Linked DNA regions of Mus musculus: all the other regions are linked to region 3. Evidence: chromatin contacts called from public HiChIP or PLAC-seq and promoter capture Hi-C data. All regions are on one chromosome and are shown on one strand. The core of a region is the stretch at or near the end of the contact, and the rest is flanking DNA. Distances in the headings are between cores, read along the strand shown.

What was found. Promoter capture Hi-C pulls out the DNA fragments that hold promoters and counts their contacts. HiChIP or PLAC-seq counts read pairs in DNA pulled down with a chosen protein or histone mark.
Region 1: a contact with region 3 is called in a promoter capture Hi-C map of liver. The contact joins the promoter of Sco2 here to the promoter of Brd1 in region 3. A contact is called at or near these places in 13 of 39 promoter capture datasets (the 3T3-L1 cell line, the C10 cell line, the HPC-7 cell line and 7 more), 1 of 15 datasets of contacts at CTCF or cohesin (large pre-B cells), 3 of 484 Hi-C or Micro-C datasets (CD8 T cells, Sertoli cells and embryonic stem cells), 8 of 115 datasets of contacts at active chromatin or transcription factors (the SCID.adh cell line, bone marrow-derived macrophages, embryonic stem cells and 4 more) and 2 of 9 other capture datasets (adipose tissue and pancreatic islet).
Region 2: a contact with region 3 is called in an HNF4G HiChIP or PLAC-seq map of pancreatic cancer cells. The contact joins the promoter of Rabl2 here to the promoter of Brd1 in region 3. A contact is called at or near these places in 2 of 39 promoter capture datasets (the HPC-7 cell line and liver) and 1 of 115 datasets of contacts at active chromatin or transcription factors (pancreatic cancer cells).
Region 4: a contact with region 3 is called in a promoter capture Hi-C map of pre-B cells. The contact joins the promoter of C730034F03Rik here to the promoter of Brd1 in region 3. A contact is called at or near these places in 10 of 39 promoter capture datasets (the 3T3-L1 cell line, the C10 cell line, the HPC-7 cell line and 5 more), 1 of 484 Hi-C or Micro-C datasets (B cells), 8 of 115 datasets of contacts at active chromatin or transcription factors (bone marrow-derived macrophages, double positive thymocytes, embryonic stem cells and 4 more) and 3 of 9 other capture datasets (adipose tissue, liver and macrophages).
Region 5: a contact with region 3 is called in a promoter capture Hi-C map of hematopoietic stem and progenitor cells. The contact joins the promoter of Shank3 here to the promoter of Brd1 in region 3. A contact is called at or near these places in 2 of 39 promoter capture datasets (hematopoietic stem and progenitor cells and liver) and 2 of 115 datasets of contacts at active chromatin or transcription factors (bone marrow-derived macrophages and pancreatic cancer cells).
Region 6: an H3K27ac HiChIP or PLAC-seq map of microglia shows a contact between it and region 3, with 6 times the contacts expected there. The contact joins the promoter of C230037L18Rik here to the promoter of Brd1 in region 3. A contact is called at or near these places in 4 of 39 promoter capture datasets (the C10 cell line, liver and pre-B cells), 1 of 484 Hi-C or Micro-C datasets (CD4 T cells), 4 of 115 datasets of contacts at active chromatin or transcription factors (bone marrow-derived macrophages, hepatocytes, microglia and 1 more) and 2 of 9 other capture datasets (adipose tissue and liver).

What each region holds. Positions count from the first base shown.
Region 1 is chr15:89,371,355-89,375,514 of GRCm38.p6, forward strand. It overlaps Sco2 (SCO2 cytochrome c oxidase assembly protein), which reads right to left and starts at 2,537. Exons shown (of 3, transcript NM_001111288.2): 1 at 2,329-2,537; 2 at 2,069-2,248; 3 at 276-1,111. The coding sequence starts at 1,095. The coding sequence ends at 328. Ncaph2 (non-SMC condensin II complex, subunit H2) reads left to right here. Exons shown (of 20, transcript NM_001115132.2): 20 at 1-1,496. The coding sequence ends at 97. Tymp (thymidine phosphorylase) reads right to left here. Exons shown (of 11, transcript NM_138302.2): 4 at 4,148-4,160; 5 at 3,642-3,771; 6 at 3,403-3,521; 7 at 2,897-3,059; 8 at 2,578-2,808; 9 at 2,329-2,469; 10 at 2,069-2,248; 11 at 277-1,111. The coding sequence ends at 2,091.
Region 2 is chr15:89,589,933-89,594,231 of GRCm38.p6, forward strand. Rabl2 (RAB, member RAS oncogene family-like 2) reads right to left here and starts at 1,991. Exons shown (of 9, transcript NM_026817.3): 1 at 1,888-1,991; 2 at 341-494. The coding sequence starts at 447.
Region 3 is chr15:88,732,196-88,736,249 of GRCm38.p6, forward strand. Brd1 (bromodomain containing 1) reads right to left here and starts at 2,024. Exons shown (of 13, transcript NM_001033274.3): 1 at 1,734-2,024. It overlaps Gm41377 (a long non-coding RNA gene), which reads left to right and starts at 1,926. Exons shown (of 3, transcript XR_875560.2): 1 at 1,926-3,812; 2 at 3,964-4,054.
Region 4 is chr15:89,428,024-89,432,146 of GRCm38.p6, forward strand. C730034F03Rik (a long non-coding RNA gene) reads left to right here and starts at 1,992. Exons shown (of 4, transcript XR_875570.1): 1 at 1,992-2,076. Chkb (choline kinase beta) reads right to left here and starts at 1,904. Exons shown (of 11, transcript NM_007692.6): 1 at 1,354-1,904; 2 at 1,026-1,134; 3 at 691-804; 4 at 388-521; 5 at 111-206. The coding sequence starts at 1,577. Gm44502 (predicted readthrough transcript (NMD candidate), 44502) reads right to left here and starts at 1,904. Exons shown (of 27, transcript NR_004843.2): 1 at 1,354-1,904; 2 at 1,026-1,134; 3 at 388-804; 4 at 111-206.
Region 5 is chr15:89,498,053-89,502,386 of GRCm38.p6, forward strand. Shank3 (SH3 and multiple ankyrin repeat domains 3) reads left to right here and starts at 1,556. Exons shown (of 22, transcript NM_021423.4): 1 at 1,556-1,867; 2 at 2,163-2,366; 3 at 3,352-3,423. The coding sequence starts at 1,580.
Region 6 is chr15:89,474,429-89,478,699 of GRCm38.p6, forward strand. It overlaps C230037L18Rik (RIKEN cDNA C230037L18 gene), which reads left to right and starts at 1,824. Exons shown (of 5, transcript NR_077233.1): 1 at 1,824-1,857; 2 at 2,831-2,991; 3 at 3,114-3,219; 4 at 3,442-3,581. It overlaps Arsa (arylsulfatase A), which reads right to left and starts at 2,996. Exons shown (of 9, transcript NM_009713.4): 1 at 2,722-2,996; 2 at 1,080-2,227; 3 at 694-934; 4 at 359-577; 5 at 112-281. The coding sequence starts at 1,294.

The DNA of each region.
Region 1 (4,160 bases), core at 1,287-3,786, 640 kb after region 3:
GGCAGCTGTGGACACAATGTCTCTGAGACTGCTCACACACCAGCGAGCCCACACCCGCTTCCAGACCTATGCTGCACCATCCATGGCCCAGCCTTGAGTGGACAGCACTGAGGCAGGGGTGGAAAGTAGTATATACCTGGAGGTCTTTGCCCCTAATGTGCTATGGGGCCATTCACTCCAGTGCTGCCTCCTGGCTGGCCTAGCCTAATAAAGTGTTGCTACCCCACCTGTTCACCGGACAGACTATTTAAATGAGCTGCTGGTACAGAGCACATGCACAGATTAAGTACATCCATTTAATGACAGGGCCTAGGCAATAGGTATAGTTCAGGGCAAGACACTGTGGAAGGCAGCTATGTGCCGACGTATACTCTCTACGATCTGCTCTGCTGACCTGCTGCGACCATAGTAATCGGTGAAAAGACCATCAGGGTTGAGCAGATAGATGGCAATGGAGTGGTCCACAATGTAGTCCTGGTCCTCATCCTTAGGCCCAGCGCTGTAGTATACGCGGTAGTTGCGACTAGCATGGGCCACCTGTTCTGTAGAACCGGTCAGACCTAACAGTCTTGGGTGGAATTCTTGCACATAGCGGGCCATGGCTGCCACGTCATCTCGTTCTGGGTCCACAGTGATGAAGACAGGCTGCACCAGGGGCAGGTCAGGCTCCGCCTCTAGCTTCCGCACCACCTGCACTAGCTTTTCCAGCTCATCGGGGCAAATATCAGGGCAGTGAGTAAAACCGAAGTACATCAGCACCCACTGGCCTCGGAAGTCGGCTTTGCATCGAGGCTGGCCTTTGTGGTCTAGTAGGCTGAAGTCACCCTGGCCCACAGCAGCCTGGCGCAGGGCCTCTGTACGCTGCTGTTGGCGCCACTGTTCCTTCTCAGCCCTCGCGGCCAGCCAGGCCCAGCCTAGCCCAGCCCCAAACAGGGCTGTGATCAGCAGTCTAGTTCTTAGCCCAGGGCCTTGGCGCTGGCCCTGCCCTGCCCAGTGTCGGGAATTTCTATGCAGAGTTTCACCTCCTGAGATCCTGAGGAGGGGTTTGAACTGAGAGAGCTTGGGCCAAGCTTTGGGCCCTAGAGCCAGTAGCATCGTGGACCTGAAGCTCCTGGAAAAGAACAAAGGTGGCAAAAGTCAGAAAAGAATGGACAAGATGTCTAGGCCTCCGCTGCTGGACAAGCATCTGCCCCACATTCAAGCAGGTTATCTAGCTGCCTGCACCGGCTCGTCTCAACTCAGAACTGCTCTGCCGTAAGCTGCATGCAGTCCAGGCAACACCAAAAGTCCATAGCTGGTTTGCTCTAACCTACGTCTTTAACCAGGGAGTCTCAGCCTCATGACCCCAACCTCTGGAGAACCCACGCCACAACTGCCAAGCCTCCCTGTGGATTCTTGGAAGCACCGCGAATATGCTTTGCCTGGGCACTGGGATGCATGTGTCTATTTACAATAAATTGTTCTTTATAGGGAGGCTGTTGATCCTCTGGCTGACCACCTTTAAGAGGTGATCCTTTCTAGCTTTAGGGTCACTTCAGGGTAATCTGGGGCTCAGCAGAAAACAAGTGCCTCCAGCTTGTTTTCTGTAATGTAACACAGCTCAGCCCACTGTGCCTTGAACTGTCTGACCTTCACCTTCCTGGGCAGGCAGACTCCTCTGCACTTAACTGGATGCCGTACCCTGCCCCTCTGCAGTCCCTCAGCCCTGCCATCTCCCTTCATCCTCCCCCCCCCCCCTCTCCCCAGGGAAGGTTGTTACAACTAGCATTTAGAGCCACTGGCATCCAGCCTACTGGGCTCCCCCAGTATGTTGCCCCCGTGTGGCTACAACCTGGATCTCTTATGAGATGGAGGATACGTCCAGGGCACCATCAGCCCTGAGCTAGGACCAGTCCGAGAAGATGGGACTGGCAAATATTCCCAATATGTCCATTTTCTGGGCCTCAGAAGGTCTCTAGCTCATGTGATAAGCTAGATGAAGCAGTAGCAGCAGAGTATGAGGCCACATGTTAACAGCGTCCTCACCCAGTCCCACCCCTTGGGGGAGGACTTGCCCAACTGAACTCACCTGGCTGAGCTGGGTTCGAGACTTAGGGCTGTGCGATGGTCGGTGGGAGGACAAGTTCAGCGAAGGGTGAAGGGACCTTGAAGGGTGCTCGATCTGATAGCACGAGCGCCCCCTGGAGAGTGCGTCGCTGCTGACTGCTGAGCGCAGGGCCGTCTAGGTGCACGCGGAGCCAGGGTGTCCCTGCGCGAGCGACAGAGGCGGTTACCTAGGTCACAGCGGGCGACCGGAAGGGTTGTTTATGGATTCCAGACAGCGCTTACCTCGGGACAAACACTGGCCCACGTCGACCAGTACCTCGGCACCCACTCCCGGTCTGATCGGCTGCCCCGCTCGGCTGCGTCCGGCTCCGAGGTCGTGCAGCACACGGGCCAGCGGCAGCGCTCGGACGCACTCAACAATGCCTAAGGGAGAGGGTGGACACTGAGAACCTACTGGAGGCACGTGCCAGGACCAGGAAAGATCGGGAGAGGAAGTGGGTGGGATCTGGTGCCGTTGATATCCGGTCTCACCGTCTGCCGGTGCGAGCAGCTCCTCTTGCTCTCGGGCGTGAGGCAGCAGCTGCCGGCGTTGCGTGGGGCTCCCGGAGCACAATGCTTTAGCTAGGCCGGGGTCCACGCCCTGCGCCGAAAGCATCAGCTGGAAGCGGCGCCGCGCGGAGCCGTCATCCAACGCCGCGGCCACTCGGGCGGCGCCTTGGTCTTGTGTTTCCGCCTGTCCGCTAATCCAAAGAATGGCGCCTCCTGCTGGCGGGCGGGGTGGAGCTCAGAAGCTGCAGGGATTGAGAGCTCCTGGCATACAAACTGGTGGTCTTAACTCCAGCCCTCTCACCTAGCCTAATGACCAGGTCCCGCAGATCCGGCGGCCCCGCACCATCCAGGCAAAGCAACGCTTCTTCCACCTCCAGGGTATGGCCCACGCTGCGGCCCAGAGGGTTATCCATGGCGGTCAGGGCTGCGGCGACCTTCAGCCCCAGGCTCACTCCCACTCTAACCTGGGGAGGCATTATTCAGTATCCGGCATTATCAAATCCCATACCTGCTGTCCCTGGGTTAAGGTGTCAGTAAAGGCTTAGGTTAGAGATCAGAAACCAACACTGCCAGGCCTCAGAGGGGATGGGGGTGTTCTGGTTGGTTGCCCTAAGTGGCGGGGGTTCTGTGGAGGATTTCCCCAGGTCCGCAGTCAGGACAGCTTTGATTGGATAGGGTAGGAGGGCTGGAAAGAGGAATTGCCGTTTTATTCTTCCAGGACTGTTGAGTGGGCAGAGGCAGGGATAGGACGGAATGTGAGGCTCATGTCCCTTCATAGAAAGGGCACTGTGGCCTAGCACGGCTCACCAACATCTTTGCCAGTTCTCGGGCCTTCTCCTGGTCTGGGAAGACTGCAGCTCCCCCAAACTTAACATCTACCACCAGAGTGGACAGTCCCTCCACGGCCTTCTTACTGAGGATTGAAGCTGCGAAGACCAGAAACATCATCCCAGGGTATACTTGGGCACAGGAAGAGTTGCCTCTCTGAGAAAAGCGGCAGTGCCTAGCGGACTGTCTGTCAGTCAGGGTACCCCGTTTCAGGTCACCTGTAATGAGTGGGACACTGTCCACAGTGGCTGTCACATCTCGTGCAGCATACAGGATCCCATCAGCAGGAACCAGCTTTGCACTCTGGCCGACAATGCAGCAGCCGACTTCCTCAAGGATGTGCAGCATCTGCTCAGACACCTTCATTAACTTCTAGGGACGGACCCACCCACTGGCCCTGACCACTGACCCAACAGAAGTTCAAAACATGGCCAGCGAGAGTCAGTATGGTTCTGATGGCTAACCTACCAAGGATCCCGATTAGTTATGACAGACACATTAATGCGTACCAGCTAATCAGTGGCTTCTCCCTGTTCCCAAGTAACGATCCCGATCAAAGTTCTCTCGATGACTCCAGGCCTATTTACAACCAATGACCTTTTGAATAGTCAATGTTCTCTCTCATTAGTGACCCAGATAAATAACCTGTCCATTGATCATCCTGTGATTCGGGCCAGTGACTCCCTCAACCCAGATCATTGATCAGTTAGTGGCCCACCTGTACCTGCTCTGGGCTC
Region 2 (4,299 bases), core at 741-3,240, 860 kb after region 3:
CCCATCCCCACTGCCCTGTTCCAGTAACCCCCCAACCTCACAGAGGCAGTAATATCGCAGTTGCCACCCCTCTACTATACCAGTAATTTCCAGGGCAATCCACCCAACAGCTCTTGTGAGGACTCAGAAGGCTCCCTGATTTCTGTCCCTTCGACTCTCTCTCATTTCCTCCTGAACACAGTTACTGACATTTCTGCCCATGCACACCTGGTCTCCCATCATGGTGCCCCCCTCACCAGCTCACAGAAACCACATACACTCTCTCCATCTCTGGAGGACCTTTCTCATCCACCCAGGGCCGCTCTGGGGTCGTTTGCTCTTCCCTGATTTTCTGACGTACTTGGACTTGCCCACCGCACTGTCCCCCAGGCAGATGATCTTCACGTTCTCATGGGTGTCGTACTTCTCCTGCTCCAGCTCACAGTGCCTGTTTCTGTCCCCTGCCATCGGCTCTTGTTGGCAGACGACTGCCAGCCCCGGGGTCTCGTCACCGTCTGGGAAAGCCGACAAGAGTTCGCCGTTAAGAGGTGAGAACTCCCCTCAACTAAATCTAGTTTCTTCTTCTTCCTGAGCAGCTGATGAGAGAGAACCCACATCCTGACAACTTGGCCACCATGCGCTGAGCCTGGGAGCTCTATCTCTGTCTCTGGAGTCTCCTGACATTTCTCATTGCAGAGGTGTCTGGGTCACACCTCTCTCCCTACCTTCTGTACTAGATTTACAAGTTCAGCATATATACATTTTCTATATACATATTTTTACTTGTAAAAACACAAGCAACAAACATCAACAGAGTGCCCAAGTCACATGGAAATCTGATATTTCGCAAAAACAGGCAGACATTAACTGTACAATCTATGATGCCTGACCCATTCATGACCACTTTCCTTCTCTGTCCCATTGCTGCCATCAGCATCACAGTCCCTTCACCTTGGTAATTCCTCAAAACTTTTATTTATTTATTTTTATTTTGCGGGTGTCCTTTTTAAACCTCTAGTGGCTTTCAGCCTTCCTAATGCTGCAACTAGTGGCTCATGTGGTGGTGACTCCCTCAACCATAATATTATTCCAGTTGCTACTTCATAACTGTAGTGATGAAAATATCTGTATTTTTCTGATGGTTTTAGGTGTGCCCTGTAAAGAGTGGATCATTAGACTCCCAAAAGGGTCACACAAGTTGAGAACTACTGCTCTGTAATTTTACCCAATTCCTAAATGTAGATGATACAAACAATACCATGTCAAGACTTTGTCCTGCACTGCCTAAACTCAGATATTTAACTGCTCATCAGTTTTGTAAACAGGAGACTAGGGCATATAGGAACGTTACACGTTAAACATAAACAGTAAACTAGTTCTATGCACACTTCTCATATTTCCACAAGTATAAGACGTGACTACTATCCAGTGTCAACACCAGTGCGTAACATCATCTCTAGCCCGGTCCACTCGTTTCATATTCAAATCCGATTCGACAAACACTGCTTCGAATGTACGAATGTACAATAATCCAGATTCTTCGCCAGCTGGACGCACGGCATTCACACTACAGCCTGACTGGGAGTGGTCCGTTCGAAAGCCAAACCCCGACTATCGACTCACAATGGAAGCCCTCAGTGACTGTCAGTGTCTTCGCGATTTACGAGGGCTTTCTTTCGTGGGACAAACGTTTTTTAGGCGCCCACCAGGCCTAACCCCTCATCTCCTTATAAAGGACCCGCGATCTGCGGTCGGCTCTCGGCTGGGTCTCCGCCTTCCCTCCGCCCCACCTCTCGGGCGGGTTCCCCAGGCACTTTCGGCTTCGCGGAGGCTTAGAGGGACCCGGAACACCGCAGATGCGCTCGCCCACCACAGCCCCTGGGCCGCCAAGGCAGCCAGCCGCCTTACCCGTTTACAGATGACTGCAGTCCCGCAGCAGCTCGGCCGCGTCTCTGCCGCTGCTACGCGACCGCACCAGGACCCCGAGCTGGGCTGTCCGGCAATGGCCCGAAGGACCTCAGCGAGGCGCGGGCTGGCTAGCGCAGTGCCTGTCTGTCTGGCACCTTCCAGGATGCGCATCTGTTCTACTGACCCGGGGATGACAGAGCGGATGCTCTGGCATACTGGTCTGCGGTGGGAGTGGGAACCGCAGGTTGGAGAGGCATATGGCCAGCAACAGGTTGCTGCAGTATGTGATGCCTTGTTTCTCGACACACCCCCCCTTAATTTATTTATTCACTTTCCATACCGGTAGCTGCCTCTCCCACCCGACTCCCCCTCACACAGTCCCTTCCCCCATCTCTTCCTTTTCTCAGAGAGTAGAGCCCCTGCACCCCTTCCCCGACCTTGGGTGTTCTCTCACCTTGGCACACTAAGTCTCTGCAGGGCTAGGTGCATCCTTTCCCACTGAGGCCAGATAAGGCAGCCCACCCAGCTAGAGGAATTCCACAGACGGGCAACAGCTTTAGGGGTAGCCCCCTCCCCACTCCAGTTGCTGGGGGACCCACATGAAGACTGAGCTTCACACCTACTGTGTGTGTGTGTGTGTGTGTGTGTGTGTTGTGTGTCCAACCGTGTATGCCCTTTGGTTGGCGGTTCAGTTTCTGAGAACCCTCAAGGGTCCAGGTTATTTGACTCTGTCAGTCTTCCTGTGGAGTTCATATACCCCCCCCCCCCGGGGGGGGGCCCTCAATCATTCCCCCAGCTCTTCCATAAGAGCCCCTGAGCTCTGACTTTCTTAATCTCTCTCTATATATGGAGGGGCAACTAGGGAAAAGCCCCCCTCCCCCCAGCCCTTGGGCTGGAGTAGTTTAGGGTAGGGGCAGGGGATGCTAGCCCTACCCTCTAACAGGTAGAGACTGGGCATGCTGGGAGAACCCAGGTCTGCATTGATATGTTAAATAGGCGCCTCAGTTAGCCAATTGCTTGAGACCTAATAGCAAAGATCAAAAATTATTTCACAATAAAAACTGTAATGTATCCGTGGTGTCTCTTGGGAGCCTTCGCTTTATGGACTCTTGGGGATTTACCTCAGCTTTACAACATGCTCCTGCTGCAGTGCCATAGAGAGTCTAGAACACTGCCTGAAATATTCTAGGTTCAAAGCTATTGTGCTCAGTGATGGATGAGTTCCAACACTGTGTGTGTGTGTGTGTGTGTGTGTGTGTGTGTGTGTGTGTTGGAGGTGGGAGTTCCTCACCTCAGGCTTCATGGATGTTGTTGTTGTTATTATTATTATTATTGTATATTCTCCTACCAGCATTTCAAACAGTATTTATCTAATTAGTATATCTTTGGATTATATCATGTTAAAATACTTGGTTTTTAGAAATTGGTGTTTTGAGTTGTTGAGTTTTGTTTTTCTTAAAAAAAAAAAAGGACTAAATAAATTTTGGCTTGGGATGAGGACAAAATTTCCAACAAGTTTTGAGATCACTCCAAACACACATCTGCTGCTTTGTGCGGTAGCAGCATTCTCAGCACTAATAATATCTAAACTATGAAATCAGCTATGAAAGGGGCTAAAGAGATGGCTCAGCGGTTAAGAGCACTGACTACTCTTCCAGAGGTCCTGATTTCAATTCTCAGCAACTACACAGTGGCTCACAACCATCTGTAATGGAATCTGATGCCCTCTTCTGGTGTGTCTGAAGACAGTGTACTCATATACATAAAATAAATAAATAAATCTTAAAAAAAAGAAATCAGCTATGAAAAATGTAGTATCAAATGTTTAGCCAAGATTTAATATTTTATTAAATAAAGCAATCCAGATATTGCTTTTGTCTTAAATAAATGGTAAAATTATATGCATATCAATGAATTATTGTAAAATAAAATAAAATTCCATATAGTTTATCATGGGTAAATGTTTGAGTTGTTTACCTATATTATATACCTATACATCTGTGTTTACCTAAAATTTACGGGGTGAAAGGGGCCATGAGCAGAAAGAATTTAAGAAGCTTTGGCCTAGATGACCTCATCTGAGCAGAAACTAGGAGAGGAATCCCATCCTGCCCCCAGTGCAGTTATGAGTTTACCTGGCAGAGGTTTGTGAGTAGCCCTTATGCTATGTATTCCCTAAGACCCACTGCGACTGAGTCCTCCTAGAGTAACTGATAGGGTTGTAAGATTGCTGTCAAGTCCTGGAGAAGGTTGGAGGACTGGATCACATGCAGCAGGGCAGGGCAGACAGCATACATGGACACTTGGGCCAGAAAGCCTTCGTGATAAACGGCTTGAGAGAAAGAGGGAGACTAGTTTCAAATGAGTCAGAAGAAGCACCCAGCCACCCAGTGGCTACACACACACACACAC
Region 3 (4,054 bases), core at 774-3,273:
CCTACTCAACACTGGATTCTCAGGAAACTGTCAAAGCAACCCTAGCCTGCCCTAGGCCTCTAGTGGCATCCCTAAGTCGAGATAGGTGCAAATCCAGGTGTCAGCACCATATCCTTCCCAAAAAGAACCACGGGCAGAAGCAACAGCTCCCAGATTAAAGACAAACATGTAATTTTCTCCTCTCCAGTAAAGTACTGTAGCCAGCCTGTCAAATCCCACATTCTTCTAGTGAGCACTGAAGGACTGTCTTTAAACCACTTTTCTACAAGAACTGAACCTAATACTTAATGGCCACAGCTACTCTGTAATTTGAAAAGGTAGTTGTGACCAGGGGAAAGCGGACATGTAACAGTACTGCCCGGCACAGTGACCAACAATCTCATCTACTTCCTCATTTTCATATACCCAGCACTTTACCCCTCTGGCTCTATGCAGGAACAAGCATCTCTCCACGGAGGAATCAGCAAAGGCAACAAGCATGCTTCTCCAGAAATCACTGGGCTAAACGCATCCTAAAAAGCTTTGCCGGCAAAACGAGGGGAAAGACTCCATGCTCAAAATCAGCTCCGTTCATTTCCGGCCCGGTTTGCGGACAAGCCATTTAAACTCTTCCTAGCTTCCACCCCTCACCGTAAAAGCACACAGGAAAGAGACACACCTTACTCTAAGGTGACCATCCGGAGAGAAAAACACAGACTCAGGACAGTGCACGCGACCCAACAAGTGATAAAACAGTAACTAAGTAATAGGGAAATTCTGTAACTACTTGTTACCAGATGACAGATACTCTAAAACAGTCGCAGCTGGGTGAAGTGAATGTCCTCCATGAAGGGGGGCCGTTTCCTAGGTGTGTGTAAGTGTGTCACAACTGCAGGGCACCATGAGGAGCTGCGTTTTCTGCAAATTAAGCGCACAGGAAAGTTGCTTCTCTCCTAAAGGCCCAAGAAAGCCGCGCACGCGCGCTCGTTTCTCGGCGTTTCCTGCACTCATCCACGGAGTTGTGGCGGAGCTGCGGGCTTGCTCCGGAGATACCAGGCCCCGCTCCACTTAGGAAATCTTCCGAGCCCGTCCCTCTTCAAGGGAGTTTCCTGTCTTGGCAAAATAGATCGGACCGATCTGTTACATAATGCGACCCGCTCCGCACCGCCAAGGCTACGGGCGAGGACGTGGGCAGACGCCACGAGACCCCAGGCCTTCCGCCTCCTCCGCTGTCCGACGCCCGGCCCCTCGGCCGCCCCAGCCGCCCAGACAGCCGAGCTGCCCAGAGCCCGCCCGCCCGGCCCGGCGGCCTCCCCGCCTACTGAGCCCTGCCGATCGCTCCATTCTCTTGGCCGCGCCTCCCGCGCCGCGGCGGCCTCCTTCTACTCCTCTGTCTCCCCGACCCCGCCGCGGCCTCCGTGTCCCTCTCCGCCCCCACCCGGCTGCGGCCTCCGCCTCCGCGATCTCGCCGCGGCCTCGCCTCCCGAACCCGGCCTCTTGGGCGAGCCGCCGGCACCGATCTCCGGCGTCCCCGGCCGCGCCGGCTCACGGCGGCGCACGTCCGCCCGGCCTTCTCGGTCCCTCCGGCTCCCGCGCCCGCCAGGCCTCACGGCCTCGGGGCCTCGCCGCCCCGACTCTCCGGCCTCCCCGCCCGCGGACAATGCGGAGCCGCCGCTGCCGCCTCCAAACATGGCGCCTGCACCTCCGCCCCGGCCGGCGAGGCGGGCGGCGAACGGCGACCGTCAGACACTCACCTTCGGGGGCGCCGCGGCCGCGGGAGCCCGGCGGGCGGGCGGGCGCGGAGGCCGGCGCGGCCGAGGCGGCGCTAATGGCGCCGCGGCTCCTCCGCCAACGGCCGCGCAGCCGTGCCCCGCCGGGCTCCGGGGCGCGCTCGGCCAGCGGCTCCGGGCCCGCAGGGCGCCGCGGCTCGGGCGGGGTCGGCGGCGCCGGCACGGCCGGCTGAGGCCGGCTCGGGGCCCGGCCGGGCGGAGGACGCGGACGCGGAGCTGCTCGGACGCCTGCCGAGGCGCTGCTCGCTCCCCAGCGAAGCAAACAATGCGGCGAGCGCTCCGCCCGGCGCGCTGCGTGCGAGACGCGCCCCGCCCGCCGCCGCCACGACGCGCGCCGCGCCAAGCCGGGATAAGGGGGCGGGGCGGGACGCGAAGGAGAGAGTGGGGTGACCAGGAAGGGTGTTAGGGTGGGGATCCGGATGGGGGAGGAGTGCTACAAAAGTGGGGTGACTAGGAGGAGAATTCTGGGGGAGACAGGCTAGGGTTCCTGAGGATGAAGGACTGCTGCTGTAAGAGAAGGGTAACCAGATGAATGGTGTTTACTATGGGGTCAATGGCACTGAGTAGAGCAAGAATGCTGACCCTAGAGAGCCAGGTGGAGTTTCCTGAGAGTGCTTGCTTTCCAAGGGAGTGGTATTTTGAGAGAATCAAGAGATGCATCCTAAGGGGGGGAAGTGGGGTTCTGATAGTGTCTGGTGACCAGCGTGGTTCACGGAGGATGAGTTAGGAGGGAATGGAAATGAGGGCCGTGATGGAGGGGATCACCAAACAAGGGTGGATTTATTTGAGGAATAAATGGCTAGGACTGGGGAACCCTAAGGTGGCACTAGAAAGGCATTAACAAGGGCACGAGGTCAGTGGTTGGGTAGAGGAGGGTATGGAAAGGACTTGAGGATGACTAGTGACTGGGACAAGTAGTAGCAATCTCAAACTATGGGCAGCCAGGTCTGGGGGCATGCCTCCAACTCAGGCTTTCCTCTTCTTTTCTTTCTTTCTGTCTGTCTGTCTACCTTTCTTACTTACTTTGGTGGTGGTGGTTTGATTGTTTGGTTGCCTGATTTTTGGTTTTGTTGTTTTGAGACAGACTCTCACTATGTAATTCTGACTGTAACTCACTATGTAGTCAGAGATCGGCCTCCCTAAAGGCATGGCCCACCACCCATGACTTAGGCCTTCCTCTTATAAGCATTGTACTCATAGAAGTATTTAAGCATTGACATCCCTACCAAGGAGCTGGTAACACTTACAGCAGTGGTTCTCAACAGTCCTATTGCTGCTGATCAATGCTGTGATGGCCTCCAGCCATCAAATTCTTTCACTTCTACTTTATAACTATAATTTTCAATACTGTTATGAATGTAAATATCTGATATGCAGGACCAAAAGGGTTGTGACCCACAGGCTGAGAACCTCTGCTGTAAAAGGCTTGAAGATTTTGAAATCAGGGCCCTTTGGGTTGGTGCTTAGGGACACTGGTCTTACTCTCCAGCTTGTTCCGTCTACTTTGTCCTTAGTTTAAAAGTTAGTGGCTTCTAGAGAATTTTCATTATGAGACTCATCTGTAAGTATTTTGAAATGGGGGTGAAGACTGGGTAGTTCTTTGGTTGCCTTGGAAGGCTTATGACAGGTGTCATGGTGATGAAGCACTAGTCATGTGCCTGTGACATTAGCCTGGACCTCTCAGGTAAACAGAAGAGCTTTTCATTCGTGAGCAGAGCTGCTCTCCTCCCCGCCCATGACAGGCAGGGCAGGCTCACAGCTCAGGATGTGGCACCAAACAGTTATTGGGACAAGGCAGACTTGCTCATCTGTGCCTTGCAGCTTTTGGCTGGCCACTACTCTTATCCCACTGTAGCCAAACTATGGGCTGGAAAATAGTCATTTTGTTGTTGTTTGTTTTGTTTTTCAATACAAGGCCCCTCAGTATATCCCTGAACTTCCTCTGTGGAGCAGACTGGCCTTGAACTCAAGAGATTTACCTGCCTCTGCCTCCAGAGTCCTGGGATTAAAGGCAATTGCCCTGCTGAAAAATAGTCTTTAAGGGTAAGTTAATTCTGGAGCCACTCCCGAGCAAGGCCTCCTGTTTAGCTAGTACTTTCTTCATGCACACCACTGAGCCATGGTAGGGGTACCCTGTGAGGCCTGAACACATCTGCCGCAAAGCCAGGAACTGTAAATGCTGCCTCCTCTACAGAAGTCCACTCATCTGAATCTAAGCATCCCAGGACCGTGAAGAACAAGCAAGATGAGCCCTCAGCCTTCTCTCTACCTCAGGAAAATGAAAT
Region 4 (4,123 bases), core at 742-3,241, 700 kb after region 3:
GTAGAGAGGCGTAGGCTATAAGGCCTTGTGACTAGCCCTCAACAAATCCTGGAGAGGACACTGATAAATGCCAGTGCCACCCACCCGCCCACTATGTCATCCGCCTTCACCTGAGGCTGTTCATCTCGTCCTTGAGGCTGTACATCTCTACCAGGTTCATCTGGGGAAGGCTGGTGGAAGGCAAGTCCTGGATCTGCTTCAGGTACCTGGAAGCCGCCCAAACGGGAAACATTCTGTCTATCTCTCCCCACCCCCTTCTATCGACTCTTCAGGCCAAATTGTCCTGTCACTGGGCTTTGGCTGGGAAACAGAGTCCATGATACTGGGGTATCTATCCACTCAACTAGAGGTTCAGTTTTAGATGCACGGATCCCAAACTGGACTCACCGCTCCATGGTCCCAAACAACCATCGGGGCTCCTTAGTGAAGGGCATCTCCATACCATGGAAACGGGCCATCCTCGTTGCAATGGCTCCCGACAACACTGGGTCCCGGAGCTCTTGAGTTTTCAACGGCCGGCTCTGTACCCAGTAACCTATCAGGGTGGTGAGGGGGCTGGGGCGGGAGGGGGAAGGGATACGGGATGGGAGGAGATCAAGGTCTTAGGGAAATTTCCCTACCTGGGATGTGAAGGCAGACTTTGGGAAGGGTAAAGACTTGGGGTAAAAACAACAAAAACTGGGCTCTTACTGGGAGGTACTGTTCCAAGCGGCCCTCTGGAAACACTCCGTAAAGCTGGGGCCCTAGAGACCGCTCTGCGAGAATGGCGAACATCACGCTTTCTAATACCAAGGAGTCTACACCCTGATAAAAGATGTATGGCAAAGGGGCTCATGTCAGAAAAAGCCAGAGGTACGTGGGTACTGGCCCAAATCGGCTTCATCTACAATAGCTTGGACTTCTGCTCTTACTGACTGAGAATTCTTGAGCTTCAGCATATTCAGCTACACAAATAAGACACCACTTTCTGCACCACTTGCTCCAGATGTCCGAACTCCCAAGTTACGATCCTTCTTTTCCCTCACCTGCAGGATGGCCCCGTAGAGTCGTAGCAGCACCTCCCGGGGCTCCCCGCCCACACTGGGTACGTGGTTCGGTAGTGAGCATCGGAAGAGCAGGTTGCTGAGGCCTCCGCTGCAGATCCACACAGGTCAGGCTCAGCAAGGGTCGTCCCCCCGATTGGTGGGACCCACTCTAGACACCCTTCCCGAGAGGACCTCCCAAGTCCCGAAGGGGGACCCCGCCCCCCAGCACAGCAGGCTGCAGACCTGCCCCCACCCCCCACCCCCCCGCGTAGCACTGACGGCGACCGAACTGGGAGTGTCCCCAGGGTCCCCAGGGCTGACCCCTGACCTCACGGGACAAACGCTCAGCTCCTCCGGCCGCGCTCGGCGCCAGGCCCCGCCCAGGTACTCCCGGCACCACTGATAGGCTCGGCGCTGCGCGTCACGGGACAGCGAGGAAGCGCGCCGCCGATTGGGGATTGGCTCTGGGCACTTAGCATCCTGCAAACCGTCCTTGGGCAGGCCGCCGCCGACAGCCCCTCCTCCGACTACCCCTGTCCCGTCTGCCGCCATGACGTGGGCTCCGTTAGGTTTAACGCCTGCCGGTGCTCAGCGAGCCTCAGGTGAGGTTGGCTCCTTCCGGGTAGGCTCGGTTCCGCTTCCCGGAAGCCGCAGAGTCTCTGGGCGTCCTCGGCTCTTCGCGACTGCCTTCGGCTTTCTTGGTGGCTCCAGTCCTGGGACCGTTTCCAAGCCAGATGCGATTCTCAGGGCTGCGGCGCTCAAAGGCAAAGAGGGACGGCAGCTTTCCCTGAGTGGGGCGCGCTCGGGCCACGCCCGATCCGCCTATCAGTCTCTGCAAAAACAAGTTACTGCGTGGACTGTGTCCGGAACCAAGGAAGTGACGTAGGCCAATCCCGAGCGCCGTGGGCGGTTGGACAGTAGCTCCGCAAAGCTTACGAGCCAGGCTCTGGCCAATGAATGGACGATGGTAGTTTGCGGCTCCTTTATAACAGCTGCTGTGTGAGACACTCTACTAGGGAGTAGATTAGCCGAGCCTGTGGTGACAGTTGGGGTAAGTGAATGGAAGAATGAAAACGTAGGTTCTAACGATTCCCCTTTCCACAAGGCAGCAGGTGTATATGTGATGCTGGAAGGCGTAATAAGAATCAGTCCGGCGTGTCCAGCGCTGCATAGACCGCATGAGCGCCATTAATGTGACCCAACACAATAACTTAAAGTATTTTTCTTTCTCGAGAGAGTGTGTCTCTCTCCTGTTAAATATCGGGAAGAGGGAGACGTTAATGGTCAGCTTAGAAAGGAAGCTTACACAATCCATAATTCATCTGAAGGATGAGGTTTATTAGAATGAAAGGGCCTCAAAGCTACGAGTTTCGGTGTAGGGGAGGGAGAATTGAACATGAGACCTTAGAGTTAAGAAAAGACTTTCCTTTAAAGTCTAGGGATGGGGCTGAAGAGGTGGCTAAGCGGTTAAGAGCACTGATCCCTCTTCCAGAGGTCCTGAGTTCAATTCCCGCCAACCATGTGGTGGCTCACAACAGTCTGTATGTAATGGGATCCGATGCCCTCTTCTGGTGTGTCTGAAAATAGCCACAGTGTACTCATACACATAAAAAATAAATAATTCTTTTTTAGAAAGCCTAGGGAGTGGGGGCTGGCGAGATGGCTCAGTGGTTAAGAGCACTGACTGTTCTTCCGAAGGTCCTGAGTTCAAATCCCAGCAACCACATGATGGCTCACAACCACCCGTAATGAGATCTGACGCCCTCTTCTGGTGCGTCTGAAGACAGCTACAGTGTACTTACATATAATAAATAAATCTTAAAAAAAAAAAAAGGGAAGAGAGTTCATTGTGCGGGTGCGGGGTGTGTGTGTGTGTGTGTGTGTGTGTGTGTGTGTATAAGAACGCGGGGGAAGCATTCAGGAAACTGAAATCGGTGGTTAATTACCTGTGAATCTGAGGACAGTCTAGTCTATATACTGGGTTCCAGGCCAGCCAGGCTACATAGTGAGAGAAGAAAGGTGGTAAGAGAATTAATGGGGTGGCAGCAGAGGAGCCAATCAGAGAGCAGCCTTAAGAGCAATCTGTGAAGCAGACAGCTGAGGTGTTTCCAGACCGATCTCCTAAAAAAAAAAGAGAGAGAGAAAATTGACTTCAAAACAAAATTTTTTAGAATTGTCAAAACCATGAGCAGTTTTCCTACATGGCCCACTGAGAGCTGGAGAGAGGCATCCCCTGCTCCAGGCTGTGGGAGCTGGCTTAAAGATGTAGGCTATCTCCCCTTTAATCCCAGCACTGGAGAAGCAGAGGAGTACAGGGTCAGGACACAGACAGATAAACGTGCAGGTGGGTATTTTAACTTCCTTAATACTTTGGACCGTGAACTTTGTGGAGAATGAACTTTGTAGGTGGTAACATTGTTTTATGTTGCAATGTTAAAACTCTGGACCAGCCTGGAAATGTTAGGTGGTGTTTTTATTTTTTATTTTGGCTAGCTTTTGAGCCTGGGAAAGAGTTCTAAGCTCTGTTTTCTGGGCCGAGGTTCTAGGTGAAAGTGGCCTTGATTCTGCTATCTGACTGACCAGACCATATCTTTCCAGCCTTTTTTTTTTTTTTTTAACATAACTACTCCTATCAGGAAGTCAGGCCTGGGTTGGCATAGCTTGTCCTTTGTGACTTACTAGAGGTCAGCTTCTTAGCCTGTGGGACATGCATGACCCCGTGAGGTTGGCTGAATGTAGGGATTGGTGAAAGATTTGGCGACAGTAAAGGTTTCTGAACAAATAATAACCAGAAATTAATGTAAAATAAATCAAGACAAAGGAATTCAAGATGTTTCTGACCACTAGATAACTGAATTGTAGCCTTGGTTTTGAGCACACAGCATGCGTACTTCATGTGGCCACACCAACTTGGCTAGTATTTGAGACTGTGGTGTACTGTTGAAACAGTTGGTGACCCGGTGACGTAGGTCTCCTGTCTCTGGCCAGGTTCTTGGCCATCCTTCCTCCAGGAATGGACTGGGAAGACAGCAAAGGAAAGCATGAGCAACTTTATCTGCCTCGTGGACATAAAGAGTTCCAAGGGTCTCGATGAATGG
Region 5 (4,334 bases), core at 306-2,805, 770 kb after region 3:
GAACAGACGTACAGAGGCACTGGAGACTCAGCTCTGCCGGGTAAGCGGGTTTTTTAAGGGAGGTTCTTTAGGGAGAAGGCTCTCCCTCAAGGGGTAGGGATGTGGGAGTGAGCCAGGTGGTCCATGGAGGACAATGCTGTGTGGTTGCGATTGGTCAGAGAGCCCTATATGGAGTCATGAAACATTTTGGGAAAGTGGAGGATCCGTGGGGGAGTGCAGGCTGTTCTGGGGGGGGGCAGTCTAAGCCAATCACTGTTCTGTGTGGGGTGAGGGCATTTCTGAGGTGACCCAGGTGGTCAGGGGGTGGGATCTGGGGAGGCTCTATCGTGTATAGGACCAGGGTAGTCCAGGGTTATTCCTGGGATGCGCAGGAATAGCCAGTTTTGTGGGCGATCCAGGGTTGCTCACGGAGAAGGTAGGAGAGGCTGTGGCTAAGGGGATGCTTTCTGCCACTGGCAGAGTTCCCGGCCAGGCTGCTCCACAAAAGCTGTCCAGTTTGTGCCGCCACCGATGAGTGGCTCTCTGGGGCCTTTAGGGGGTGAGGTGTAAGTCTAGGTATGCGGGAGAGTGCAGTGGAAGGCAGTAGACACTACCGAGTAGGGCAATTCATCCATTCAGGGGCTACACCTTTCTGGGCCTTGGGAGCTAGGCCCCCGTGCGTTGGGCACTTCCGAGGCAGCGCCGGGCTAAGGCTGGCACGCCACGCGGGCGGCGCCTGAGTTGGTTCACTCGCAGCGCTCCCCTCCCCGCCCACTCGTCACCCCCTCCCGCGTTGCCACGACAACGTGTGAAACTAAAATTCAGTTCCCCGCCGCAGGTGGAGACTAGTGGCGCCCCCTCCCCTAAGCCTTTCCTCGTAGGTCGCGCCCCCAGCCTGCTGTCGCTAAGGTGACGGGGAGGGGGCGACCAGCTGCAAGGTTGGGCTACCCAAGGTGCGGGAGGCCCGCAGAGTCCGGACAGACTCCCCAAACTCGGTTGTGGTGGGGGCCGAGAGGAACACCCTGGGCGCGGTTAGAAGGGTTGGTCTGGGGGGAGCTCCCGTGGACTGCAGCTCCGCCCTGCTCGCGCCTGGGGTTTGCAGCCCTCCGACTCCCACCCAGCACCGTGCTCGGGTGACCCCACCACCTCCTTGGGGTCTGGAGTGGGGTCGGCAGACTGGGGAGATTTCCACCCCGGGTCACCAATTTTCCTGCTTGTCTCTCCCTCTCAGTCGGCCTGTGGGTCCTCTTGCCCCGACGCGTTCCCCACCCAGCTCTAGAACCCTCCGTCACCCCAGTACGGTGGTCTGCGACGCTCGCCTGCAGCGGAAGCGCGGCGTGCCATCCCCCCGCTGTGTCAGCCACTCCCCCTCGACAGCCAACCCCCCCCCTCTTCGGCGCGGGCCCCCGGCCCCCGCCCTCTGCACCACACGCCCACGCCGCCCCGACCCCGCGGGGGACCCCAGTTTCCCGGCCCCGGGCTTCCCATCCCCGCCTCCGGCGCGGCCCCCTCCCCGCCTCCGCTCCGCTCCGGGCTCGGGCCCCCTCCCCCCGCCGCCCCCGCCCCCGGGGAAGGCAGGCGCCGCTCGAAGCCGGGGCCGATGCAGCTAAACCGTGCCGCCGTCGCCGCCGCCGCTGCGCCTGCGGAGCCCCCGGAGCCGCTGTCCCCCGCGCTGGCCCCGGCCCCGGCCCCCCCCGGCCCCCTCCCGCGTAGCGCGGTCGGCGGGGCTCTTGCGGGGGGTCAGGGGGGGCCAGGGCGCCGCGCGGAGTCCCCGTGCGCTCCTCTCTCCGCCGGGAACAGTCCGGGCCCGGGCGCTAGCACCGGGATGGACGGCCCCGGGGCCAGCGCCGTGGTCGTGCGCGTCGGCATCCCGGACCTGCAACAAACGGTGAGCCTTTGCGATCTCGCCGTACCCCTGTGTGGCCCGCTAGCGGTGACCCCCGCCGGGCGCGCCCTGCGCCAGGACCCCCGGCCGTGGCCACTCGCCCCTCCCCCGCCGCCTCCGCGGGACCCTCCCCATCGCCGGGGCGGGGCCCTGGAAGCCCAGCCCCGGGGCGGGGCCTCGGCCTCTGCGCGGTGGCGCGGGGTCCCTGCTCTCGCTCCCCAACTAGCCCTCCAAAGCGGGGCCCGGGGCGCGGGGCCCTGCGCCCGCAGGTCCGGGCTCACGACTCGCTCCGCTGCAGAAGTGCCTGCGTCTGGACCCAACCGCGCCCGTGTGGGCCGCCAAGCAGCGTGTGCTCTGCGCCCTCAATCATAGCCTTCAAGACGCGCTCAACTACGGGCTATTCCAGCCTCCCTCCCGGGGTCGCGCCGGCAAGTTCCTGGATGAAGAGCGGCTCTTACAGGACTACCCGCCTAACCTGGACACGCCCCTGCCCTATCTGGAGGTGCTGGGCCGACTGGGGTGGGGGTGGAATGGAGCGCTCAGGGTGTGATCTTTGAGCTCCGTGGCTGGAGCAGTAGAAGGGCAGGCCGGGAGGAGTTGGCGACAGGCGCGGTGGGGGGCTGTGTGCAGCCTGAGCAGTGTGCTGAGAGACCGAGGTGGGTACACCTCGAGTGCAGTGGGCAGGGTGAAGTGCAAGCTGCCTGTGTGGTAAGTGGTGTGTTGCAGCTTAAGCATGGAGAAACAGTGTGAGCGCCGTGTGTAGAGCGCTTGCAGCGAGCAATCTGGACAGCACACAATGAGCACATGCATGCCACACATGCACTGCACTCGGGGCGTGTGTGTGGTGCGAGCGGTTTAAGAGTGAGTGCGTTAGGGGTCATGTGGTGCGAACAGTGTCACTTGTGTGCACATTTGCCTCCTCTTGCCACTCACTCCCATGTCTTCTGAGGTTAGCCCAAAATAATATTAACACCATTTGTGACATATAAAGGTGATTTGAGTGCCATTCCATAGGGACGGAGACCTAGTCTCAATAGGAAGGGCTCGTCCTGTGTGTGTGTGTGTGTGTGTGTGTGTGTATACACCAAGGTCAAAGTTGGTCTGACCCTCATGGAATTTCCACCAGGAATTGGGTTATTTCTACTTGGAGTGGAAGTGTCTAGGAGAAGCTTAGTTTCAGATCTTGGGAGAGCAGTAGAGTTTTCCAGGTCCCAGTGGTGGAAATGAAGCTGACTTGAGCTGTGGGCCCACCAGGCCATTAGTTGGCCAAGTACTTCTCTGGACTGCCCATCGTTTCTGGGTAGTAGGTGGTCAGTAGCTGTCACTTCATTTCTGTCCACTCTGTACGTGTGTGTCTGGGACTTGCATGGCTGTGCGGGAGTGACACTGTGGGCAGGAGGGAGGCAAGCAGCCCGAGGTGGTAGCCACCTCTTGCTCACATGGGCCTGTGTGGTAGTCTTCTCCCCACCTTTTCTTTATCTGAGCAGTTCCGATACAAGCGGAGAGTTTATGCCCAGAACCTCATAGATGACAAGCAGTTTGCAAAGCTACACACAAAGGTAAGGAGGCAGTCCCTGGAGGGGACTCCCCATGGCCACTGACTGTCCCCATGCTGGCTTGACCCAGCCTGCTTTTCCCCCCAAGTTGATTTCAGGGCCTGAGCTGGAGCTGGGCATGCTGGGTGGGCACAGGCTCCATGCCCATGGCTGGTCCAGTGATAGGTTGCAGCTTAATCAGATATTGGCTGGTGTAGGGGTGAGAGCCTTGTTAGAAGCTTGGGGGCTGGGGGGGGGGCAGGGCAGGGAAGCCAATAAGCATCCAATGTGTTGGCTCTGAGAGGGCAAGAAGTTCTCTATATAAGGAACACAAAATTAGGTAGCTCATGAATTCTCTTCCAGGAGGGATTTGCTACACATTTTACAGGTGAGGCAGAGGGCTTGAGTCACCTGCTGTGACTGCCCGGTGAAGCTGGCTCAGATCTGTCTGACTAGGTAGGCCCTGTGGCCTGGGTACACTTAACCTGTATAGTGTCTTTGCATCTGGGACCTACTCCCAGATATAGAGTATAGGGCCTGACTCTATTCACTTTCTTTTTGAGGGGGTACTAAACCCCTCCTGGGTGTCCAGGGGGCAAGGTGGGTGTCACAGCCCCTTTCCAACTCCCCCAGTTCTGTGGATCAATGGGAATTTGTTCATGGGATACTTTCTTGATGGGCTCTGGAGTATAGGGAAAGGTCTTTGTGACCCCATCTGTGGTCCTAGATCCTTACGCTTACTTGAAAGACTTTCCTGCTGCCCCAGGACAGGTGACAGTCAATGGCCATGGCTCTATGCTGGGTAGAGACCATGTCAGAGAGGTCTTTGTCTCTCCCTCCACCAGCCCTTGTGTGACCCTGGCACCCTGGGTTCTCCAGCTCTTTTCTCAGGTGCCCGTAAGACATGAGAGCCACTTGCCTTTCAGAAAGTCATT
Region 6 (4,271 bases), core at 574-3,073, 740 kb after region 3:
GTGCCTAGCACCTCTCGAGTCTTTTATACAGTCAACAAACAGCTAGGGTGGAAGTTACCCTAGAGTCCTGGCCTGTGATAGAGCAACGAGTATCCCTTGCTTGGCTCGTACCCGTTATCTGCAGTGAAGATGACTAGTGTCTCTTCCAGCAGACCGAGGTCCCCCACAGTTGTCATCAAGGCCCCTACAGCTCCATCCAGCTCCATCAAGGAGTCCCCAAATGGCCCACGGCCTGAGCGCTTGGTGAAGCTTTGTCCACTGAACTGAGGGTAGTGAGTGTGCTGGGGGCAGAGACTGGAGTCAGCACTGGCTGGGTACAGGTCTTGGGCAGTCAGGGGGCGGGGCCAGGGTCACTCACGTGGGAAGCGTAGTACAGGAAGAACGGTCGGCCCTGGCGCTGGGCATCAGCCATGAGGTCTCGGGAGAAAGACACATACCGGGCCTCCAGTCCAGGCAGCCAAGGGGGCTGGGCCTCCACTGTCAGGTTGGCCAGTAGTGGGATGGGAACAAGGCCTTGGTCACAGCCACCTTTGCAGGGGATGTCTGGTGGGAAGCACGTTAGGTTCTGACAGGGACCCTGGGGAGAGCAGAGAGCGGTTAGTGTGAGGGAGGACTGGCTACGGGTTAGGGTACAGTTGGTATGCGGGCTTGGGTGTGTGTTGGGGGGCAGCAGAGGGTCCGGCTGGTTTGTACCTGGTCATGGGAATATGGGATGCCCAGGAATCGGTGGAAGCCCTGATGCGGGGGCAGGAAGGCCCCCTCTGGCCCCACTCCAAGATGCCACTTGCCAGCCATCCCTGTAAGGTAGCCTCGAGCAGCCAGGACTTCGGCTAAAGTCACCTCCTCCAAGGGCAAGCCCCCTTGGGAACTGGGCCCCAGAACTCCAGGGTACATGCCTGATCGAACTGGGAGCCGGCCAGTCAGGAGGGCGGCCCTGTAGTACAAACCACAGAATCCATTATCTGCGAGTCCCACAGAGATGAACCCAGAGAGAAGAGGGAGAATGGTGGACATACCCACAGAGAGACAGAAATGGGATGAGCCAGGGGAGAGGGGAGGGGCAAAGGTCCCTCACTCACCGAGATGGCGTGCACAGAGACACAGGCACATAGAAATCTGTGAACCGTAGTCCACCTTCAGCCAACTGATCCAGGTTAGGGGTGGTAGAACTGGGGTGCCCATAGGAGCCGAGGTCCCCATAGCCCAGGTCATCCGCAAAGATCAGCAGGATGTTAGGTGGGCTGGCAGTGCTCAGGCCTGCAGCCAATGCCAAAAAGAGGGTCCCCAGGGCCATGACAGAGATACAGATGGGCCTGTGTCCTCAGTCCCTTGGTAGGGAAGGCAGAGCGATTCCAGCAGGCTCGTTCCTTGAGCGCCCAGGCCAGCCCCTACCTGAGGCCCCAGTCCCGAGCCCTCCTCCTCCCCTGAGCCGCCAGACCCAAATAATCCTTCTGTCTGTAGGTCCACTCTCTGAAGCTCCAGCGAATCTGTCAGAACTCGGAAGGGGGTGGCCTGGGGTGTAACTCCACAGAGCCCCTAAAGGACCAGGGCTTCATTAACGTCACGAGCGGGGATCTGACCCTGTTCACCCAGAGGTGCCAGCACAGGCTTGGGATCAGGAGCAGAAGTCACTTCACATTGACCCGGGAGGCTCCAGCGCCATGGGACAAGGGCGGTTCGAAATTGAGGAGGAACTGGTGGTAGACAGCGTCGATCTCAGGCAGTCTCGGATACGCCCGCGGTCACGTGACAATTGGCTGACCCAGAAGGGGCGGGCTCTGGGACTGGGCGGTACAGAGTCGGGGCTAGGTGGAGCTGGGACCGGGCGAGGCGGAGCTGGGGAGCCGAGCCAAGCGGGTTTGTGTGCCTATGGGAACCTTCCGGGTGGGGCTGCTGCGGACCTGGGACCGGGGCGGGATAGGGTGAGGCTGGAGATTGCTCGCGTGCTCCCGATCCTTATCTGCGCCGGTTGGGGTGTCCCGTGCTGGGCTTGGTAACCTTACGTTCTTTGCTCCTGCGCGCTAGGCTCAGGACTGCCTAGCAGTGCAGCACTACAGCTATCTGGCTCTCCTGCTGTGTCGCTCTTAAATGCGTGTCTGGAGTTCCTCTGGCGAATGGTGGGCTGTTTGTCTCATTTCCTCTGATGAGATACTTGAGGGATCCTTGTTGAAAAAACATCAGCATCCCCCTTCTGACTGAGCAAAGAGGCAAAAACCATGGAGTCTGACTGCAACAAACCAGGAAGACAAATCTGATTGGCTGCTGGCTTTTTGCTCACAACCACCTTTGGTGAATTTTGTGAAACACAATGTATCAAATTATTTAAAAAAATCCTTTCCCTTCTACACGCGTAACTGGTGTTTAAGGTTGAGTGTGTGTGTGTGTGTGTGTGTGTGTGTGTGTGTGTGTGTATCTGTGGTGTTAGAGCTGGGATGTGTGTCTGTGAGTCTGGTGTTTGAGAAGGGTTGCTGGGTTCCTGTGTGGTATAGCTTAGGGCACATTAGTATTGAACTAATGGGAAGACAACATGACTTGTTTCTAACTCTTCATTTATACATTATTGAATATAACCTTTTTTTCTTATCAGTTTTAACTGTTAAGGGAGACTAACAGATATATCCCTCAGAGGGTGGAAGGGTGGGTTCTTAGTGTACTTTAACATCTAAAGGTCCCTGTGGTAACTGGACTTCCCAGATCTCCCCGCCCCCAAAAGCCCCTGACCTGAGTCACTTTTCCGGAGCAAGTCTCTTCCAGGGTATTTCCTTGCAGGTGGCTGTTCCTAGGGAAGTCATTTGTCCAGATTCTTGGCTTTGATTCCTCTCCAAGACAGAGTGGCACTCTAAGACCTCTGGCGTCAAGATGGTCACGACCTGCGCACCCAGGAAGGAAGACGCTGGAGCCAGGGGGGAGATAAACAGGGTTCTGGAAGGGCCTCCCGACTACAGTAGCGGATCAGACTCAGGATCACCCAGTGGTCTAACACAGGCTCAGGTCAGGAGCAGACAACACGTGACACTGAGTTGAAGGTGCCCTCTGGCAAGCAGAATGAGGGTGGTTCAGAATGACGAGTAAACTGGTCATTGATTTATTGATTTTTTTTTTTTTCACTGAAGCCTGGCTCTCTGGGCATCTGGAATTCTCCCGATGAAATCTGCAAGAAACTGCAGGAGGAAAGTTCGAAACTGCAGAGACCCCAGAGATGGCACAGGAAGGAGCTGGGTCTGACTGAGGCTACTGCACACCTCATGTGAAGTGGGGGGTGGCTGGGGGCGGGGGGGGGGGAGCAATCTTCAGTTAGTGGCTCTCTTAGTGTCACATTCCAGCACGGTTTCTGGACTTGTGCACGGGTGGGGGTTGCCGGTAGTCCTTCTATTTAGAGTCAGGACAGAAAGCTCTTCTGTGGCCCAGAAATCTTTGAAACTGTATTTGGATCTCTCCCAGCTGGTGGCCACTGTGAATTGTAATTTGAAAGGAATCAACCAGAAGCACTTTCTTTCCGTTGCTAGCTGGGGAACTACCCCAGGACCTGCGCATTATTCTCTGGAGAGCCCGAGTGGGGTTGCGATGTTATGCAAATCGAGGTACGTTTCCCCTGGGTTCTTGGGGGACTCAGGTGTGTGTACACGTGAAGGTTGCTTGGGCTCAGCTCTGACCTAGAGCTGTGGAAAACTTGGAAAGAGGTATCTGCCTGCCGCCAGCTCTGTTCAAAGCTGAGCACTGAAGGCCAACCTGTCTTTAGAGATGTGAACTCTCTCCCACCCCCACCCCCCCTTTTTTTTCCCACAGAGCCCCAATTGGAAGTAGCCTGCTAGGGTTGGTTCAGGAAGTGGCTTCAGATGATGCCTGGGGCCTTGCTAATTTTGGACAAACACCCACAGTTGAGAAAGGAGCCTTGCCTTGGGAGGCAGGTCTCTTATTTCTGTACCTTGCTTGCAAAGGGATAGGAGAGGCCTCTGCATGGGGGTAAGATGGGGTGATTGAGTTGCAACAGTGGCCTGAGTAGAGTACTGTGGCTGTTCTTGCATCAGTTTATGTGGGGACCTAGGACGTATCAGGCCTCCACCTTCCCTACCCTACTGCCTCTCATCATGGTTATGTATAGGCGTTGAGATGTACAGTGCTGATCAGGACCAACAGGGTAGTTCTAACAGAAGAGCAAATATCTTAGGCAAAAACAGACCTGATGGAGTCCTACCTGGTTGACCATGTGGGGTTTGGGGGTCTGCTGAAGGCAAGTTTTCAGTTGAGTTATGATCAGGGGCCAGGCTTTG